2 separate regions of the Sus scrofa genome follow, and region 1 is linked to region 2. Evidence: chromatin contacts called from public Hi-C data. All regions are on one chromosome and are shown on one strand. The core of a region is the stretch at or near the end of the contact, and the rest is flanking DNA. Distances in the headings are between cores, read along the strand shown.

The links. A called contact is a pair of places that touch in the nucleus more often than the background predicts.
Region 1: a Hi-C map of liver shows a contact between it and region 2, with 3 times the contacts expected there. The contact joins the enhancer-like site here to the promoter of EMSY in region 2. A contact is called at or near these places in 5 of 47 Hi-C or Micro-C datasets (fibroblasts, liver, omental adipose tissue and 1 more).

Annotation. Positions count from the first base shown.
Region 1 is chr9:10,522,021-10,525,509 of Sscrofa11.1, forward strand. No RefSeq gene overlaps it. Among named protein-coding and RNA genes, the nearest start is that of THAP12, 43 kb to the right of the region's middle. Within about 2 kb of position 1,496, at least 11 of the 83 cell types and tissues checked have an H3K27ac peak or open chromatin away from gene starts, as enhancers often do. A contact at or near this core is called in liver and omental adipose tissue, where this site is marked.
Region 2 is chr9:10,626,063-10,629,999 of Sscrofa11.1, forward strand. EMSY (BRCA2-interacting transcriptional repressor EMSY) reads left to right here and starts at 1,991. Exons shown (of 20, transcript XM_021062538.1): 1 at 1,991-2,313. LOC102163793 (a long non-coding RNA gene) reads right to left here and starts at 1,907. Exons shown (of 3, transcript XR_001298634.2): 1 at 1,472-1,907.

The sequences.
Region 1 (3,489 bases), core at 246-2,745, 100 kb before region 2:
CTCCCTAAAGACATATTGAGTCATGTAAGTTCTCTGCATACATTCTCAGGAAGCTACTGGAGGATGTGTTTCAACAGAAATGAGTGAGTAAACCATACAGAAGAGGTCATGGCATTGAAGGAAGAGAAGAGGCCACAAAGGAGGTGGGGGAGAATCCCCAGGCCAGCGGTTGTGCAGTAGGAAGTAACTCATCCTGACGGGAACAGGATGGAAGACTCTAGAAGGGATTCCTTCAAGAAGATGAAATCGGTCCATTATCCAACACATTTAAACACACCGAGAGGAGATTACATAACTGTAATTGTGACGCAGGAAAGAAGAAGTAATCATAGACTATTACATGGCTCACGTGTCAACAGCATTTACACGGCCTAATAATGTAAACAGTGAATATGGTTCCAACCGAAACTGTGACAATTATACAGGATGGCAGGGAACACAGACGGAGATGTGCCTGTGGAGGGAGCAAGGAGAAAGTGTGGGTGTGTTGGAGAAAGGTATTTAAAACAAAAAAAAAAAAAAAAAAAAAAAAAAATCAAGAAGTAGCAATATAAGGGAATAATTTAGAATTGAAAGTCATTGCCTCTGCAGAGTGTGAAATGATCTGAGTGTGTGTGTGTTGAGGCAGGGACTGCTGCTTTCCATTACAAGCCTTATAGAATTTCTAAATTATGTGCATGTATAGCTAAAGGTTAAAAAAATTTTTTTTTTTTTTGTCTTTTTATGGCCGCTTTTTTTCCCCTAGGGCCGCAGCCACAGCAAATGGAGAGTCCCTGGCTAGGGGTCGAATCAGCGCTGTAGCCTCTGGCCTATGCCACAGCCACAGCAACACAGGATCTGAGCTGCGTCTGCAACCTACACCACAGCTCACAGCGACACCAGATCCTTAACCCACTGGATCCTAGCCAGATTTGTTTCCGCTGTGCCACGACAGCGGAAACAAATGACAATATTTTTACATTGAGTCATATAAAGCCCCTAAGCCAAGGTCCCTAGTGGCAGGAAGGCAGTCATTTTCAGCAGAAGGCTTCGCCTAACAGTGGCCAGGCCTGAAATGCCAGCAGGAGAGGAACATTCTGGGAGATGCTGGGGGGCTGAGCTGAGTAGGCAGTTCATCTGTGGAGGGCAGGTTCCAATGCCACGCCTTCGGGGGTCTTCTGTGGTCCCTGCAACTCCATAGGATGCTTCTGTCCCCTTCACCGCTCGTCCCATGTCATCCCACTCTCATTACTGTCACCACTGGCCTCATCTCTCTCACCAGGCTGTGAACTCCCCAAGGACAGTGACTTCAGCCAAGTGACACAGAGAAGCTGTCCAGTAAATATTCGCTGAATGCACCAACAGTCCGGCACCCAGCGAGGCGTGGGCGCATACTTATTGAAGGGAATAACAGTAATTGAACAGAAAGGATCTTCTGCCTTAGAATCACGCTCCCCTGGGTTTTGGGCACGAAGCAAGTCCTGGGTGAGTGTGCATTGCCTTGGCGGAGCGGGCGGAGCCTCCCGGCCTCCCAGCCTGCTGCGTGATGTTAAGAATTTCGTAACCTTTCAGAAGGCTGCCAGGATTTCTCCATGTATTAGTAAAGAGGAAAAAAAGGTAGGGAATGGTTTTCTGGGTCTGGGAGGATTGACCTGGGAATTGAGGGGTCGGGGAGAGAGGAGATGGTACACAGAAGAGCCCCCAGGGATTCGCAGGTGTCTAGGAGGGCGGGTAGGGGGGCGGGAAGAGTAGGAGCCAATGGAAATCTGCAAAAAAGCAGGCTGCGTGGGGGCGCGGGTCAGCCCCAGCATCTCTGCCCAATGCCACTCCCCCTCACTGCGCTTCAGCCCTGGCTTCCAGCAGCTGGCGGCGCCCAGAGGGACATTTGTCCAAATCCTCCCTCTCTCCCAGAACTGGGCGGGCAGAATCCCAGGCCAGCCCCGTTTCCCTCTGGGCTCAGGGAGCGCCACGGAGTGCTCACACGACCTGGGACGTGAGATCACCTAGCCACATTTTAAGTTCTACAGGTGGGTAAATGGTTTGGTTTTTTTTTTTAATGGCTGCACCCACACCATATAGAAGTTTTCAGGCCAGGATCAAACCCGCTCCTCCGCAGCAACCCAAGCCACTGCAGTTGGATTCTTAACCCTCTGTGCCACAGCGGGAACTCCCCAGGTGTGTAAATTTTAAATAAAGAAGTGAGAGACCAACCTAAAGTTACCAGCTTTTTATTTTGCTTGGTAAAGATTTAAAAAAGAACTAGCAAAACGTTCTATTTCTTGATCTGGGTGGTGGTTATAGAGTGTGAACTTGGTGGAAACAGATCAAGCTGGACACTTGTGAGCAAGATGATTCTATGTGTTAGACTTTGTAAAAAGTTTATGCAAAGAATTGCCATGTACTATCACACCATCATTTCATCTTTATGAATAGACTTTCTTGGCGTCCCGTCGTGGCTCAGTGCTTAACGAATCCGACTAGGAACCATGAGGTTGTGGGTTCGATCCCTGCCCTTGCTCAGTGGGTTAAGGATCCGGCATTGCTGTGAGCTGTGGTGTGGGTTGTGTGTGCTGTGGTGTGGTCGCAGACGCGGCTCAGATCCCGTGTCACTGTGGCTCTGGTGTAGGCCGGTGGCTACAGCTCCAGTTAGACCCCCAGCCTGGGAACCTCCATATGCCGTGGGAGTGGCTCAAGAAAAGGCAAACAAACAAACAAACAAAAAAAGAATAGACCTTCTTTTTTTTAGGGCCACACCCGTGGCACACTGAAGCTCCCAGGCTAGGGGTAGAATCAGAGCTACAGCTGCCTGCCTGCACCAGAGCCACAGCAACCTGGGATCTGAGCCGGTCTGTGACCTACACCACAGCTCACGGCAACGCCAGATCCTTAACCCACTGAGCAAGGCCAGGGATAAATCTGCAACCTCATGGATCCTAGTTGGATTTGTTTCCTCTGCAGCACAACAGGAACTCCAAGAAAAGTTATTTTGATGCTATAAAATGGGAAAGGCATAATCTCAATAAAGGATAGTCCGTCCTTCTACAAAGAGGCAGTGGTACATTTATAATACCACACTTTGCATGGACGATAGTAAAAAAAATTCCAGAGGAGAAACAACTAAAGCTTTATTCCACATATTATGCATACACTGCTTTTGCCAATTTAGGAGTCTATATCCAGCCTGTTTTTAAACTTTTATCAGAGTTGTTGAGGAAAATCCTGCTTCACTTGGTTATCGTGAGGGAAATAGAAGCCATACCCACTGTAACTTCACTGAATCTGGAACGTTCCTCCAGAGCTGAGAGAGGCTGAGGACCAAGATGGCAACCAGCAGCCCCTGCTCCCCTGTTGCCTGAGGGAAGGAGGCCTGGTGCTGGGGTCACAGCCGGCAGGCACCCTGAGTACCTGGAACAGAGCAGTCAGACCTTTACCAGAAAGGGGCGCTGCAGACTGAGGGGACCTTGGTTAGAGACCCCGGCCAGTCTGCCTCTGTGCTAACTTTTGGGAACC
Region 2 (3,937 bases), core at 741-3,240:
GTCTCATCCTAGAAGGAAAGGTGGGGCAGGATAATATGCTTGAGGGTAAGGTTTGAGTCTGATCCTTAAATAAGAAAATTTAATGGTGGAAACGTTTGGGAATATGGAAAGTCAGAGGCAGCCTGGGAAAGACAGTTTCTGGCTGCAAAAGACAAATATGGTTACAAGGAAAGGGAGGCTGTGTGGTAGATTAGAGGCAGCAGTTGATGCCAGAGCATGTTCACTTGAGGGTCTGTTAGAAATACAGGACCTTAGGCCCTACTCAATCAAAAGGTGTCCCTTGTTTTATTTTTTTTGGCCACACTCGTGGTCCGCAGAACTTCCTGGGTCGAATCTGTGCCACAGCAGTGACAATGCCAGATCCTCAACCCACTGAACTCCCCGAGATGTGTACTTTCACAAAACACGCAGCTGGTTCTTTGAAGTTTTGAGAACCACAAATCTAGAGCAGACTCTAGAGCCAAACTGCTTTGGTTTAAATCCCAGGTTTACAACTTACTTATAATGGGTAGCTTCGGGCAAGCTTTTTAACCTCCTTTCTATACCTCAGTTTCCTCATTTGTAATTAGAGAACCTAGTTTCTCCCTCATAAAGTTGTTTTAAGGATGGAATGAATTAATACTTGAAATGCTTAAAAGAGTACTTGGCATTTAGCAAGCCCAAGAATAAGCTATAATACTTCTTGGCTCACACACTACTTATTATGGTCAGGGTCAGTTTTATCTTTGGAAAGCAGCCTGTCTTTCCATTTCTACTCCACTACCTGTCACCCTGACATTCGTCTTAGAGGAAGACACTTGAAGTCAGAAGACCGGGGATTATAAAGCCCAATTCTCTTCAATTCCCAGCTTTGTGAAATTTGGTGAATTCTTGACTATCTGTGTTTTTCGCATTCATAGTAGGGGGTACTCTGAATTATACCTGCCTCACTAAGATACTATGAGCCTCACCTCAAACAACGTATGTTAAACTATATTAAAGTTTCATTCACCATCTTTCCAAAAGTTCTTAACAATAACCACTTTCCTGGGCCTCAGAAAAGATTTTTAGCTAATGAGCAAATAGCACACAAATGCTGTTATTTATTTTCTCTTCGTAATTTACATCTCCATTCAAGTACAGCCTCACGTTTGTACAGTGGTCCAAAATTGAAAAACAATTTTCTCCTACGCTGTACCTCACAACATCCCCATAGGATAATATTAACCCAATATTTTACAAGAAAACACTCCTTCCCACTTGAACATTTTTTTAGAAAAATCAGATTCGATGTTATGTACAAAATTACAAGGGCGGGCAGTCACAACACTCGAATGGACCTTCAACAATAGCAGGCACTGGCTTCGATCTTTGGCAGCCATTAACTATATACTGGACCCTTTTTTTTCATCTGTAAAATAGGAGCGACAATACCCTCTTCACACACTTGTTCTGTAGTTAAATAAGAACAAAGGCTGAAGAGTGAACCTACCACGCCGCAGAGCCTCAAACAAATGCCTTTGCCTTCTTGCCTCTGACAGATAGAGCACTAGCATTCCCACTGGACACGGGTTGAAACCCGAAGTCGAGAACGCTCGAATTGTCCTTCTCCACTTGCAATTCCGCGCCCCCTCCAGATCGGGTCCGCGCCACTAGGTTGTCCACGGTGACACGTCTCGTAGCGTGGATTCTCTCTCCTCCAGCTGCGGCTGGCGGGCCTGGAAGCCGCTTAGAATTGCTCCCAAGCCGCTGAGGAATCCGATCCTAACCCTATACGGCCATACCGGCACGAAGCTGCTTTCCCACTGCCCCTAACACCCCCCCACCAGGGTAAAGGTCGCGGGAAAACCTCAGCTCCATCCGCCGACGCCATCTTGACCGGTACGTGTGACGCCACACGTAGCGGAGAGCGCAGCCCATTGGCTCAGAGATCGCAGCGGAGGAGAGGCGCGAGAAGCGGCGAGGAGGGGTTGGAGAAGACGCCAGGGAAACTACAATCCCAGCCTTCCTTGCGCGTGCGACTGCACTCTGAGAGCGAAAGAGGAGGGCGTTTGGCCTCGGACCACAACTCCCAGCACTCCCTGCGAGGTCTCTCCTTTCCTTTCAAAACCTGGAGGAAAAGAGGGACGCGGAGAATGGAGGCCTTCTGGTGTCCGTTCTCCGAAAGGCGGGAAAGGCAAACTACACCTCCCGACTGGCAGCGCGCCGCTGCGCCTGCGCCCTGATACCTGTCGCCATCTTGCCCCTTCTGAGGCACCGCAAACAAACCCAATTCCTGGTGTCCCCTAGTTTTGGCGGAGGAGCCTTTTAGATGAGCCCAGAAAGGCCGGGCAGGTGAGTGACTCTCAGACAGGGCGCTGGGAAGAGCTGGCAGGGTAGCCAGTCTGGAGGAGCGCCGGACCAAGCAGTCGGAGCCCGGCTTGGGGTGGCCAGTCCCATCCTCCGTTGTCTCCTAACGGGATCGTGGGGCTCCCCGAGGTGGGCTGAGGGGGGCTCTGGCACGCCTGGTGCTGGGATTGCGGGGGTCCAGCTCTGGGAGCCTCCCGGTAAGTCTCGGTCGTCTGCCTGGCTGTCCGAGCGTCCACTGTTTCTTTCCGTTGTCCTCTGTGCTGAGGAGGGAGCGAGGCGCTGATGCCTCCCGGGGCCCCTGCCTCCGGCTACTGGTCCTGCGAGGACTTGGGTCGCAAGCTTGACATTGAAGTGGGTACTGAGTGGCATCGGTGAGGAGGGTGGGCGGGCTGCTCTTGTTGTGGTGCTGCGGGAGTGAGTGCGTGTTTGGGGAGGGGGCGGGGCGGGCTTGCCTCCTTGACACTTGAGTAAGGGGAAGGATTAGATAGGATTCGGGTTCCCGGAGCCCGCTCCGGGAACCTCTGCCCAGGTCTCCAGTGCGGTCCGGCCCCGCGGTGGGGTCCGCCGGCGGGGACGCGTCGGGATGCCGTGACGTGGTGCTTGATTCCGGCGGTCGCCGGCCGCCTCCAAGATCCTGTCGGGAGGCGGGGACTGGCTTGTGGAGGGAGCGGATTCCTTTGGCTCTGCCCCTTCTTCCTCCTCCCCACCCCTTTTCTTTATGTCATTCTGCCGACTGGGGCGCGCAGTCCTGTTCTCCTTGCCCTGGGTTGGTTCTCAGCTCAGAGGACTATGGGAAGTAGGGGGAGGGGGTTCAACTCCAGGCATGGAGTTGGAGTTGCAGCCCCAGCGCCAGGAACGGGATGTAGCAGTTATTTCGGGTCGGTGCTTGACTCCTAGAATAGGTAGTGAGCTCGCTCAGGCATGCATGCATGCATGCATTCATTCATTCAGGTTACTCGCTGTTCTCAATCATTCATTTATTTGTTTAACAAATATTTATCGCGGATCTACCGTATGCTAAGCAGGTATTATGCAAGCGCCCAGCGCTGTTGTCTTTTTCTCTACACCAAGGAATTCCCAGTGCCAAGTTCCTGACATCTAAATGTTTGGTAAATGGTTTTTTTTCTTTTTTCTTTCTTTCTTTCTTTTTTTTTTTTTTTTAAGCTTGCGGGGTGTAAATTCATCTTTCATTGTTAGGATTTGAGAAAATACTTTATTAAGTTCCAATAACCCGCTTAACATCCTAGGAACTTGACATATTTTTTTATCATGTAATTCAGTGAGAATGCCTGCAGAAGTGACTTGCCCAAGATTACAAAAGTAGTGGCACCTATTTATTAAATAATGAGCTAGACACTAGGATAAGACCTTCACATACACTGGTCTTTAATATTCATAATAAACTAAGTGGTAAAACCTCAGTTTTGCAGATGTGAAAACTTAATCATCAGATAGGCCAATTTACCCAGGACCACACAGCTGGTAAACTGAAAACTTGAACTAGAACCTAGAGTGATAGGCTGGAATAGTGAGCTCCCAGGTGGTTAAATTCTTCATTTGTCAGAAGTTGGAAAGGGCGGTGGTGAAATAGGATTGTGAGCTATTCTTA